Regions from separate parts of the Mus musculus genome. Here region 2 is linked to region 1. A link is a contact called in public Micro-C data. All regions are on one chromosome and are shown on one strand. Each heading gives the region's core, a stretch centred on a gene start, on an enhancer-like site or on the middle of the called end of the contact. The rest is flanking DNA. Distances are from core to core; before and after follow the strand shown.

Evidence for each region. Hi-C and Micro-C count contacts between places; a contact is called where the count stands out from the background.
Region 2: a Micro-C map of muscle stem cells shows a contact between it and region 1, with 3 times the contacts expected there. The contact joins two enhancer-like sites. A contact is called at or near these places in 4 of 484 Hi-C or Micro-C datasets (CD4 T cells, cumulus cells, muscle stem cells and 1 more) and 3 of 115 datasets of contacts at active chromatin or transcription factors (the NIH/3T3 cell line, embryonic fibroblasts and thymic regulatory T cells).

Annotation. Positions count from the first base shown.
Region 1 is chr13:104,456,178-104,463,072 of GRCm38.p6, forward strand. Adamts6 (a disintegrin-like and metallopeptidase (reprolysin type) with thrombospondin type 1 motif, 6) reads left to right here. Exons shown (of 25, transcript NM_001081020.2): 21 at 6,051-6,180. Among named protein-coding and RNA genes, the nearest start is that of Adamts6, 170 kb to the left of the region's middle. Within about 2 kb of position 4,309, at least 33 of the 459 cell types and tissues checked have an H3K27ac peak or open chromatin away from gene starts, as enhancers often do. A contact at or near this core is called in muscle stem cells, where this site is marked.
Region 2 is chr13:104,619,153-104,626,266 of GRCm38.p6, forward strand. No RefSeq gene overlaps it. Among named protein-coding and RNA genes, the nearest start is that of Cwc27, 190 kb to the right of the region's middle. Within about 2 kb of position 2,944, at least 59 of the 459 cell types and tissues checked have an H3K27ac peak or open chromatin away from gene starts, as enhancers often do. A contact at or near this core is called in muscle stem cells, where this site is marked.

The DNA of each region.
Region 1 (6,895 bases), core at 3,059-5,558:
TGGGTGCTGGGATTTGAACTCGGGACCTTCGGAAGAGTAGTCGGTGCTCTTAACCTCTGAGCCATCTCGCCAGCCCCTCATATAATCATCTTAATGGAAACAGAAGGAAGGAAGGAAGGAAGGAAGGAAGGAAGGAAGGAAGGAAGGAAGGAAGGAAGGAAGGAAGGGGAAGGGAAGGGAAGGAAGGGAAGGAAGGAAGGAAGGAAGGAAGGAAGGAAGGAAGGAAGGAAGGAAGGAAGGAAAGAAGGAAGGAAGGAAGAAAGAAAGAAAAAGTCTTTGATAAAATTCAACATGCATTCTTAAGCCCTAGAACAAGTAGGGCTGTAGGAAACATATTCCAACATGATAAAGGATGTGTATGAAAAACTCATGGCCAATATCATCCAAAATGAATAAAACCATTAATAAGCCCCATTAAAGTCAGGAATGGGAAAGGACTGCCCACTATCCCTACTGCTCATCCATAATGTGATTGAAGCGTTAGCTGGAGCAATAAGGCAAGAGAAGGGATACAATGGGAAAATATTAAGTCAAATTATTTTCAATTGAAGGTTACATTATCTTATACCCAATGTTCCCAAAATTTGACTATAAAAATTGTAGAAATTATCAATAATTTCAGCAACATGTTATGATACAAAATTTAGTTATAAAATTTACCAGTCTTAATACATATGAGTAATAAGCATGCTGAGAAAGAGATCATGGACACACTCCTCTTGCCAGTCTCTCAAATAAAATAAAATATTTAGAATATACATAACAAAAGAGGTAAAAAACCTCTACAATGAAAACTTTAAATATGTGAAGGAAGAGATTAAGAAACATACTCGAATTTGAAGACCTCCCAAGCATATTGCTTGATAGAATTAACATTGTGAAGAAAGACCTTCCTACCAAAACAGTTTACTGATTCAATGAAGTCACAATCAACATCCTCATCACATTCTTCACATAAATAGAAAGAAAATCTTCAATTTGATATGGAGCAACAAAAGACCCAGAATAGCCAATTAGTCCTAGATAAGTGTTTGTTTCTATACATTCTGTTCATTTTAAGTGCTATGTGCATCTGTTTATGACCCCAACTTTTATACATCTATTTCTATTGAGTCAGTTTTGTTTGATATTAGAATGGCTACCCCAGCTTGTTTCTTGGGACCATTTGCTTGGAAAATTGTTTTCCAACCTTTTACTCTGAGGCAGTGTCTGTCTTTTTCACTGAGGTGCATTTCCTGTATGCAGCAAAATGCTGAGTCCTGATTGTGTATCCAGTCTGTTAGTCTATGTCTTTTTAATGGGCAGTTGAGTCCATTGATGTTAAGAGATATTAAGGAAAAGTGATTGTTACTCCCTGCTATTTTTGTTGTTATAGTTGGAATTCTGTTCATGTGGCTATCTTCTTTTAGGTTTGTTGAAAGATTACTTTCTCTAAGGTGTAGTTTCTCCCCTTGTGTTGGAGTTTTCCCTTTATTATCCTTTGAAGGGCTATATTTGTTGAAAGGTATTGTGTAAATTTGGTTTTGTCATGGAATACCTTGTTTTCTCCATCTATGGTAATTGGGAGTTTTGCTGGGTATAGTAGTCTGGGCTGGCATTTGTTGTCTCTTAGGGTTTGTATGAGATCTGCCCAGGATCTCCTGGCTTTGATAGTCTCTGGTGCAATTCTGATAGGTCTGCCTTTATATGATACTTGATCTTTTTCCCTTACTGCTTTTAATATTCTTTCTTTGTTTAATGCATTTGGTGTTTTGATTACTATGTGATGGGAGGAATTTCTTTTCTGGTCCAGTCTATTTGGAGTTCTGTAGGCTTCTTGTATGTTCATGGGCATCTCTTTCTTTAGGTTTGGGAAGTTTTCTTCTATAATTTTTCTTTTGTTTTGTTTTTCGAGACAGAGTTTCTTTGTGTAGCTCTGGTCTTCTATAATTTTTTTGAAGATATGTACTGGTCCTTTAATTTAGTCTCTCTTCTATATCTATTATTTTTATATTTGGTCTTCTCATTGTGTCCTGAATTTCCTGGATGTTTTGGGTTAGAAGTTGTTTGCATGTTGCATTTTCTTTCACTGTTGTGTCAATGTTTTCTATGGTATCTTCTGCACCAGAGATTCTCTCGTCTACTTGTATTTTGTTGGTGATGCTTGCATCTATGACTCCTGATCTCTTTTGTAGGTTTTCTATCTCCAGGGTTGTCTCCCGTTGTGATTTTGTGATTTCTTTATTGTTTCTATTTCCATTTTTAGATCCTGGATGGTTTTGTTCAGTTCCTTCACCTGTTTGGCTTTGTTTTCCTCTTATTCTTTAAGGGATTTTTGTGTTTCCTCTTTAAGGGCTTCTACCTGTTTACCTGTGTTCTCCTGTATTTCTTTAAGGAAGTTATTTATGTCCTTCTTAAAGGATGGACATCTTAAAGATGTCCTCTATCATCGTCATGAGATGTGATTTTAAATCAAAATCTTGCTTTTCTGGTGTGTTAGGGTATCCAGAGCTCACTGTGGTGGGAGAACTGGGTTCAGATGATGCCAAGTAACCTTGGTTTCTGTTGCTTATGTTCTTATGCTTGCCTCCCACCATCTGGTTCTTGCTAGTGCTCCCTGTCCTCGCTATATCTGACTGGAGCCTGTCCTTCCTATGATCCTGGTTGTGTCAGAACTCCTCAGAGTCCAGCTGTCTCTGGGATGCTGTGATTCTGGGATCCTGGGATCCTGGGATCCTGGATGTGTCAGAGCTCCTGGGAGTCAAGCTTCCTCTGGGACCCTGAGATTCTGGTGTGACCAAGCCCCTGGGTGTATTAGAGCGCCTGGGAGTGGAATTTCCTCTTGGTGTTGTGGGACTGGCTGCAGAGTTCAGGCCCAAGATCTGATCAGGGCACCAACTCAGACTGGAAGGAACCAATGGCACTGGTCGGGCAGGGTTCCTGCATCCCTAGATCCCGCTGGTCCCAATTACTCCCGGTGGTGCTGGAACAGATGTTGTGTCATCCTCACCTCTGATCCTCTGATCCTGGGTGTGTTAGAGCGCCTGGGACTGGAGCTTCCTCTGGGTGTTGTGGGACTGGCTGCCATATGGAAACATTCTAAACTCCATTTTTCTTGTTCACTTAGATTATTTCCATTGTATTTTCTACTTTCTGAAGTTAAAAGTTATATTCACCTTTAATTAAACACTGTGTTTAAAAATCAATCCATTTAGGTTCATTTGTTTATGGTTATCCTGTTAATACTGACTTAAGATCAAAACAGAAAAGCAATCAACCTGCCAAGTGTACGGATACAAGCTGAAAATATGAACGCTATTAAATGAACACAATGTAATGCTGTGGGGTGATTTGAAATATGTTAATGCCACATTGGTACAGCATTTTAGAAGAAAATTAATGAGTGTAAGGAAAAATATCTTTGTAAAATATAAAATAATTTTAGTTATCTTTTCGAGGACATTAATTTTCATTTATCAAAAAATAGCATATTGAAATTATAAAAACCTAGAAGCCCCTTAGTTCCTAGTTCTTAAGGATATATGGAATGTACAGCCAAAGATGAGTCAACTTTTAATGCTTAATATGAAGTTCAAAATTGTTTAAGAAGCACAAGTGTCTTATATTTTGTTCGGAGTGAATGATACAGCAACCACATTGAGGTGGCAGATTTTCTTGTGAGCCTATGTATTGTTAAGGTACAGTCGCTGGGTCTTAATAACCAAAGAGATCTAGTCTCCAGAACAATGACATGAGACTATTCTCAATATTTATTTGATTCACTGTGGTTTTGCCTGTTTTCTTAAGTTTTAACAGTAAATATTACCTAGAAAACATTTTTGAAAATACATACATAGCTATAATTTATATAAAAGTGAAATGTAAATATCTACTAATTACTTATACTAGTCTGACCTGAGATTCAAGCTGCATAGGGCCTGCTTTAAAAATAAAGGCTGCTTTAAGCAAATGCATTTGTAATGCTCTCTTAAAGACACTGAACTTTTATCTTAACTTTTAGAAACTAACTTACAGTTTCTGTCACTGAAATTAAGCAGCATAGACTCCATTTCATAGTTTCAATGTTTATTCTGAGAATCAACCGACATATTGTATTAAAGGCCAGCATTTTTGTTCCAAGAGTAGCCACATTTAATGCCTTTTAGAAATACATGCTAAACCTAAAAAAGTGATGCCTGCTCTTGATATAAACAAACATTTCCTTCAACTGGATATATTGCTTTTTGTAGCAATGTCAGTAGCTGAGCCCTGTGACTAACAGTGGAGGTATGTGACTAGGTAGCCACATGGCTATAGTTATCTGCCCACAGGAATGACACAATGCAGAGGTAATGTGATGAAACATGGAGCATCTGAGAGCGGATCACAGCTATGCTTCTTGTGAATCATTCTTCCCTCAAACATTTAATTTCAATAGTTAAAAAATTCCACTGCTGTCATTTGCTATTCTAGGGATTGGGAGGGAATGAATACAACCTTAAGACATTTGCCAGTAAACTGTTGGACTATATTTTAGACCCCTAAAAACATGTTACTGAAGGTGATCCTAGGAGTCTTGAGTCACTGAAAGCAATAAGATATACCTTCTTCAACAACTCACCATTGAGATGGTAGCTACAGAAGTTAGTCTGCTGAGATCAATAGACTTAATAGATTTTCCTATCAATCTCTTATATTCAAAGGGATTAGTTGAATGTGACCAACACAAGACAACTGATTCATGCCCGAGACATAAGCAGCCTTGGGAGAAGCCTAGTTCTTCCCGGGAAATTTTCCTTCATCAAAAGATCCTTTTTCATAAGAACTCCCACGTTTGTGAACAAATTTCTTTTTAAAAATAGGTTATTACATTTTAAAAATAACCAGAAGAAAAGAAGAGATGGATGGAAAGAGGGAGACAGGTAGGCAGGTAGACTGATGGAAGAACATATAGAATTAGCTGGTATGTAAATCTGTGCTTCCCTGAATGCTGTGAGTGCTGCTTTTACATTCACCTTTTGTGTCCATAGGGAAGGGGAGGGGAAGTTCAGGAAAGAGCTTCCCTTCTGCTTTGATGCCCATTTCCAAGATGAAATTGTTAATAATGAATGAATGACGCCTTTCGTATGATCTGAAACTTGCTTTTCTCTGATATTGTGAAATATGTCTCCTTGCTTGATTCCTGATACTAAAGCAAAATGGTTATATATTAAATCTCTTCACAAAGGATGTTTATAAATAAAAGTCTGTGTGTGTGTGTGTGTGTGTGTGTGTGTGTGTGTGATTGCATTTTGTGAAGTATGACCAAGTTGTAGTGGATATGTCTGCTAATAATCATAAGCATATGCATAAGAATTTTGTAAATTGTAAAATGAGAATGTTTTTAGTTATGCTAATAAGTCACATGGACTAATATTTAAGAACAAAATAAGCATTTTGTAAATTAATATTACAACAAACTATGTATTTTACCTTTGACAGTGGTATAATCAAAAGGTATCCAAGTCTGTTACAATAAAACAGACCAGTTTCTTGCAGTCCAAAAGTGGTCCATTACCTCTAACTTGATGAGCTCTTAGAAAGATGCAATCATAAATGGAAGGAAATAAGTGAAATGTGTGGATGTGATATATTCATAATTTAAAATGACCTTGTTTTATCCTGTCCTATAAAATGTCAGAAAGTAAATTAGTCCCTGTTGCTTTGTTTTTAAATACATATGCATATGCATGCATTGTCTTATACTAAAATGTATATTAATACATTTTATATCCTATTTTGGAAAATTCAAGGATTTTTTTAAGGAAACCATGAAGATGTACATAAAATGGAAACATTAATTGCAGCTTCAAAACATCTGTGGTTCTGAATACGAAAACAATTATTTTTGTCTAAAGTTTGACTATAATCGGCAACACTTCTGTCCTGTTTAGAGAACTAGACAAGTGTTTCAGAGCAGATAGGACAGCAGTGATCCAGTGAGCTTGGCTTCCCAGATGAAAGCAATACTTGCCTCACCTTTTGGAAGGGAAACTACTCTCCAATTAAGGATGCCATTCCTTTTTTTAAAGGTGTCCAAAGACAAGAAGTGGTCTGTAAAAGATTGGATGACAACTCCATTGTCCAGAACAATTTCTGTGATCCTGACAGTAAGCCACCTGAAAATCAAAGAGCCTGCAACACTGAGCCTTGCCCACCTGAGTAAGTATGACAAAAAGTGAAAATTCGTTTCTTTAGATGAAAGAAAACATTGTGTATTCATATTTGCAAGTACGCACCTTGCTTCTTGTAAAATTGTATGGTAGTTCCTGTGGAGTGAGACACAAAGCAGCCAGAGTGGTAGACAGACATTTTTGGAAAGAACATGTACTTTTCTTTTTCCTCTTCTCTGCTAAGTAGCTTTATAAACGCAACTCAAAATAAATCTTTAAAACTATGTAAAACAAAATGATGGTCAAAATCCATGGTCTAGGTTTGTCCCGATAGATTAGCATACCTTTGTGTAATTGTGAATTTAGCTCATCAGATTGATACCCTGCTATTTGAGATTTTAAATATCATGCTGGGCATCTACTTGGTATTTTAAGGCTTCTGGGTGATACTGGTTATACATATTTTGGGGATTTTGTTTTGTTGTTGTTTTGTTTGTTTTGTTTTTTTGTTTCATTTGTTTGTTTGTTTTTGTTTTCCAAGAGAGGGTTTTTTTGGGTAGTGCTGGCTGTCCTAGATTTATCTTATTTTGCAGACCATACTTGCATTGAACTCATAGAAATCCGCCTGCCTATGCCTCCTATGTGCTGGGATTAAAGGCAGGCACCACCACTACCTTTAAGCCTATATTCTCAAATCCAATGCCTTGAAGATTACAAGCTCTTTATCATTGCATCTATATCAGTGGTTCTCAGCCTTCCTAATG
Region 2 (7,114 bases), core at 1,694-4,193, 160 kb after region 1:
GGCAGCGGATGGACTGTAGCAGAATGTTTACAGGCAGACAGTGATCCACCAGTCAGTAGCCTGTGGAGACCTAAGACTACAACCAGCCTGTAGAAAAAGAATATTCACTACTCGTATTCCTCAGGGCTGGGAAGAATGTCTTTGTCCCTCATTTTGTTCGGCAGCCATTGGTTGGTGAGCTTGGTAAGGAGTTATCTTCTGCAGAGCTCTTTAGAAAGTCAAGCGGCAGAGGTGGTGGTGGGGATTGTGTCTATTGAGGGCTCTGGATTTCCTGTCTATTCTGAATTCCCAGGGTATTTTATCTATCTATCTATCTATCTATCTATCTATCTATCTATCTATAACATTAAGCCTCTTCAGGAGACATAGAGACAGACCAGGCCTAGTAGGGTAAATCTGCTTAACATTGGCTCCACGGCCATGTTGGAGGGACAAAGATCTGGTTCCTCAGAGAACTGGAGTGTGACAGATGGACAAGAAAACACTAGAGCAGGCATTGTTACATTGCAGATGCAGGGAAGGATTTCCCCAAAGCTCATTTTTAGAATTTGTGATGTGTGGGAAGTGTCTTGGGAATGGTGCCTTTCCCCCAGCTTATACAAAGTCATTGCATGAGCTGGCAGTTTCTCTCAAGAAGAAAAAGCATTCAGTACTCAAAAGCCTTTCTATGTGATCAGTTATACTAAGGTAGTAGAATCAATTATGTATCTAAAGAGTCATCGATTAAGGGCTTACCCTTATCAATACACCGTGGTTCAGATCAAGGTGGTGAACATCGATGTATTTACATAAGAGGTTTAGAAATGAATCTGTTTCGATTTGTTTCAGGACAAAAGACCTTTATGCTGTGAACATTCTCAAGGGTTTTCCTTCACAGCCCTCTCTTGCCCTCTCGTCCTCCCACAGGGGCATGACACTATTTGCTGTGGTTGCTATAAGAGACTTGAAAGAGTCTGGAGAAGTGGGAAATAACCACTACTCAGACCAGAAGTAATTCTTGTGTATGGGATGTCTGGTGTATTTAAAGAGCAGCAAAGTGAGTCAAATGTACATTTGACTTTCCACTATGCCACACTACTGGCTTTTAAATAAAATTCTCCCGGTGTCTACTTCTATATCCTTGGGGAAAAGAAGTCCAGGAAAATAAGTTGATCCCAGGGCAAATAAAACCATATTGTCAAGGAAAAAACAAAACAAAACAAAACAAAAAACAACCCAGAATGTCTTCTTGTGGGTATAGCTTGTTCTGCCAAGAGAAGGGTATCTAAGAGAACAAACACTCTAATCTTGGTGTTGATTAGCTTTTTGAAAAAGTAACTTGCTATCTGCTAAATCTCCTTTCTATAAGAGAAGGGCCACAGGAAGCAGATATGAAACACCTGAATCACACTCATTGTTTTAGAGAAACCAACTGGTGTTCTACTTGACAAATAAGTGACTTGTTCAGCCTTGGAGTACTGGGCGAGACTTATCAAGATCATTAATTACATTTCCTGTCTTGCATTAGCAGTGTTTGGGGGTGGGGTGTATAGTAGTCCTGGGAACATAGACCAGACAAAGGTCCTACTATCATCTTAGGTTCTCAGGCTGATTGAATCAGACTTCGTGCAGCTTCTGTGAAAAATTTTACCATCAAAGGATAGACTGAGTTTGCCTAGGAACTCATTTCATAAAGGAGTCTTTAGGGCGATGTGACTCCTAGGAGAGCAAAGACATTAAATCAATGTTTACAGTTTGAGAGTCTCAGATCTGATAGGTGTTTCTCATTCTTTAGTTTCTGCCTTTGGACAGCAGCACCTGTCCAGGGCTGATCTTCAGGGAAGTGAAAAACAAAACCAAAGCATCACAATTAGTTGGGGGAGCTTAATAAGCAACAACAGCAACAACAAAATCAACAACAACACAACGACAGGCCCTGGACCCCTACCCAAACTTGTCCCGAGTGTGGGAAATTAATGACAATAGGATCCCTGACCCCTTCATCTCCCCAGGGTGACTGCAATACACGAACACATTTCTACTCTTACATTCTGTGTTCTTCTAGGGTGTTTGTAGGGGCTGGTATAACTTTAATTTTTTTCAAATCCTATTTTTAATGATGGTTCTTAATCAATTTAACCTCCCCTGTAGCCCACCACCCACCAGAGGTAGTATGAAAGAAAGGACAAGGGATGGGGGTAGGGCTGAGTGGATCTGTTTGGAAAGGTTCTTTGGAGCAACTCCCATCTGAGTTGTCTGAAAATTGGCAGTTCAATTCACAGGTTGGTAGCGGCAGCTTGATCCACTTGCAAACATCTCATGGATACACCAGCAATCCAGTTCAGTAGAGTCAGGTTAGCAACAGCAGTAACATGACCTAGCAGACAGCCAGGCCGAGGGACCAACAGGAACACCAGGAGACGTTCTCAGGTGTGCCTCTCCCAGGGAAGTGAAGATCAGTGAAGACTCGGGACCCACGAGCATTGCTCAGCTAGCTGTACCAGCAAGCCACGCTCTGTCTCCATCACTCCGTCCAATCCTATTTATGCCCTCCAAACATCATGTGTCCTCTGTGTGTCGTGCCTCAGCACATGCATCCAATCAGCCCAAGTCCTTGGAGTCCCGACAAGGAGAGCTCAACTATGCAATATAAGGTGGACCAATCAATACATGCAAGCCGTTAGCAAAGAATCCTTCATCACGAGTCTCTTCATGTGTTTGTTTTAGCAGAACATTCTCTTGATGTCTGCTTCAGTGAAACGTTCCTTCATGAGTCTACCTTAGTCTTTGATCTGTGTCCACTTTAGGAAAACCCTCCTTCACCTGTTTGCCCCAGCAAAACACCATCTAACACAACAGACTCTCCCAAAAACCCTTAAGTTTCCACTTCAGGGTTGGGTGGTGTGGGGGTGTGGAGAGAGAGTACAAAAATTTTGAACAGAGCTTAGTCTCTCTGAAAGGCTTTTCCTTTCACTATTTTTTGTTGTTTTGGGTTTTTTTTTGGTTCTGGGGCTTGAACCTGGGCCATTGCACACGGGAGGCAACTCTCTAGCATCGAGTGGTATTTCAAACTATGAAAAAAATTGTTTTGCTTTTCTTTTTTTTTTTTTTTTCCCTTCATTTAACAAGCAGCACGTGTTGGGAGAAAACTCTCAGTGTGTGTCTAAAGGGCACCCAACTGGTTGTGTGGGCTGATAGGCTTGGAGCTGAAAATGCTGGAGATGGCACATATGCAAAACCACAAATTCCATAAATACTCAGGATGCTCTTTAGTAAGCCAGGGCACCCATCCTGTGTGTTAGTTTTCCCGCACTATGACAAATACCTGAGGTGAATCAATTGGAGAGAGGGAAGGTTTATTTTGGCACAGGATTTCAGAAGTGTTGGTTCATGGTTACTTGGTTACACTGTTGTGGAACATGGTAGCAAGTCAGGCCATTGTGGGAGCACGGAGGCTGCTAACCTCAAAGACTGTGGAAAGGAAAAAGGAGATAATATCTCCTTCAAGAGCATACTTTCCATGACATTACTTCCTTCCACAAGGCTGATGCCCTAACCATCTACCACCTTCCTTTAGTGCTGTAGGCTAGGAACCCAGCTATGAAGAGACGGGCCTTTGGGGGACATTTAAGATCTCAACTGTGGCACCATCATGGTGCTAACTCTAATAAACTGAAATCCTTGTTTGTGTCTAAAGGTAAGCCTGATTCTTATCAAATAAGAACATTTAAAAAAATTCTGTAAATAAGTATCTAAGTCAAGGCCTGTGATCTTCAAACTTTTAGAAATCAGACCTTTAAATCACACAAGTAAACGCTTGTCCTCACTCAGCCTTTAAGGTCTGCCTATAAACAGGCTTTTCAAATTCTAATTTGTTAAGCCAAATAGGCACTGTGCAGTTTCTCATAATCTTACTGCATCTAATTATGCTTTATATTTCTTAGCTCGCACTGCATACTACATGAAAGCAGATGCCATTATAATTTACCCTTTTCACCGGCTATTCCTCCCCGATAGTGTGAATCTAGTACCGAATTGCTCTGGGAGCCAGAGCTCATGGATTTGCTTTCTCTGTACCTGCTAACTGTAGGTCTGGCAGCAGGCTCGGAATGGAGGCTTTGGGGGATCCCTCTTGGTTTCCTCCTGTGGTGGGACTGCCAGCAGCTGCTTTCCCAGGCCTTGCTGTCTGTCTCCAGCCTTGGGGTGATATGCATCTGACTCCCCTGTCTAGCCCATCACGACTTCCTGTTCTTGTTCTGTAATGTTTTTCAGATCCGCTTCTTCCTGTTGCCTTCCCAGCCTTCTGTTTCAGGCTTTAATTACCTCACATGCACCTGCACTCTCCTAAGATCAAGATCCTCTTTCCTGTCTGCAGCTTTTCCTCTCACTGTTACTCTTCCTTCTCTTCACACAGCATCTCTTCCCGAAGCATCGTCGTTTCCATCCCACACCTCGTGCAGCAGCTCCCAGTTGCATCCAGTCCAGGTCCAGGTCTTCTGCTCCAAAGCTCCCGCACTGCCCAGACCATCCATCTCCTTTTACAGCTGGACCCCACTCCAGCCAAGTAAACGTCCTGACAGTGTCTATACAATGCTGCAACATCTGGCTAATCCAGTCAACTCTGTCAAATCTTCAGTTAATCATCTGGATGTTTTGTCTACAAGCCGCCAAACATCTGGATTGACTGAAGAAAGTCACTACATTGATGGAGGTTGGCTTTTAAAAAAAAAATGGAATTGACCAGATGTTTTGGCATTACATAGACACACCATTGTCTCTAACATTTTTCTTAATAGTCTGTCTGCACAACTTTCTTCCCACCTGGAACATGACCTGTCTCCTTGATGGCATGTTTTCTTTTCCTTTCAAATTATGGTCAAAACCTCCCCCTGTCATGAGGTGGTTCTAGGTTGTTCTGACTAAGCCCATCGAGTGGTCCTTCCGGCATTTATTTCATTTTTTACATATATAATTATTTTCAACTGAAGTCTGTGTTTCTTACTGGATCATAAACTCTCTAAGTCAGTAGACTGTCTACCAGAAAGGCACCTTGGTTCCTGAAGTGAGTCTCAGTAAACTGGTGATCAGGGGCAGAAGCTCTGGGCTCAGTCTGATATTCTAGCTTCTCTGTTTACTGTGTGACACTGGAAAGTCACTTTACTTCACTAAGGCCCAAATCTTTTGGAAAGTAGAGTAAGGCTAGATGGGAATGCATCACAAGGTTGCTTATCAGAATCAAATGATTGAACGCAGTGCTTAGAAGAGGGCCAGGTAGAAGTGGGCATCCCCGAAGCATTTCGCGTTACAGTTCTTCATGTGTGAAAGCGGTTTTCCAGACTGTCTTTTCCTAGGCTGTGGCAGGGCCTTGGTGGGAGGATTAGATGGATTTGGTTGTTTCTGTCTGGGAGAAGGGATCTGGTATCTAGAGATTATCCAGTGTCGGAGTTGGGTTTTTTTTTTTTTTTTTTTAATGGTTTTAGAATTTTATTTTAGAAAGGCAGGGAGAGAGACGGTGGAGAGTGAGACCGGCCATGGCCAAGAGGAGAGAAGGGGGAAAGAAAAAGAGAGAGAAAGGCTGGAGAGTAAGAGAGGGAGAGAGAGAGAGAGAGAGAGGAGAGAGAGGAGAGTAGGGGGAATAAGAGCAAGAGGAGTGAGAGGTCGGAGCTGTTCTTGAGCTGAGATTGTAACCTTCTGCATGTTTATCATAAACACAACCCACCCCTTTTTTTTCCCATGAAGATACTAAGCTTTGAGCATGTAATAAACTCATATTGGCCTTTGAAAGTTCTTTCTGGGAAGTAGTGGTTTATCTGTCAATTTAGCAAATATTTATTAGATATCTGCTTTGTGTTAGGTTCTGAACACTGAGATACTAGTAAAAAAGTTGGCAAAATTAGTCCATTTTAATGGACTGAGTGCAAGAAAAATAACCTTTAAAAATGTATTTTTTGTATGTACTGATGTCTGTCTGCACATGTGTGTCCATGCTGTGTGCATTCCTGGTAGTGGTAGTGGTAGAGGAGGGTACTGGATCTCCTAGAATTGGAGCTGCAGGCAGTTACGAGCTACATGAGTTCTGAGAACTGAATTTTGGTTCTCAGCAACTGCAGCAAGTGCTGTTGTTGGCTGTGCCATCTCTTTAGCTTCAATAAACAGCCTAAGACTAGATTCCCTCATCTGTAAATGAATATAGCAGGTTCTGACCTCGTGGGACAGTGTATAAACATTAAATACATTATTAGGTAAAGTGCTTAGTGGTTAATATTATCATCGACTACAAATGACCAGGCAGATGGAGACTGAACATGTAGAATGGATAGGACTGCATTTCTAAAGTAGAGTTGAATTCTCTGAAGCATCATCTAAACACTGACCTGAAAGAGCCAAGTGATGAGATCAGGCTGCCATGACAACAGCACTTTAGGTAGTGGGGCAGCTACTACAAAGACCTTGGGATGGAATATACAGAGCTTGCTTGTGAGCAGCCAGGGAGGAAAATATGAAGGGAGGGTGATGGGAGAGGCAGTCAGGGAGACTGAGAAGCACAGCATGGCAACGCCACAGAGCCTCAGATACCATTGTAAGGGCTTCAATTTTTACTCTGAATTACATAGGGTTTAAGTAAAACTTCCACTCACTGCCATGACGAAACATTACAAGGAGGTTGGAGAAGGCGAGGAGTCTAGATTCAGCTCTCTCTTCGTAGCCCATGTGAAAATGGATGGTTTGTCACATGGGTGGCAGCATCGGGAGACAGTGATATTCTGGGTGTATGTTGAAGGGAGGACCAACAGAAGACTGGAACAGCTTGAGTGTGGGAAGTAAAGACAGGTGCTCAGGTTATGTGGCCCCAGCAACTGAAAAGGTGGCATTGTCCAGGCACAGATGGGAAAGCCGCCATGAAGCAGGGCTGGAGGGGCAAGGCTAGGAATAGCAGCTATGTTCAACTTTGGATGTGCCAGGTTTGACAGACACGAGATTTCCTATGCAATGGACTTAGACCTTACAAGTCATGTAAGTTAAAAAATCACTTGCTGAAGTCTTTGGCTGATTGGGAAATATCATCCATAACACATTTGCACCCATAATACAGTATTACAATCAGATTCTAGAATAGAAGAAAAACAATACATGC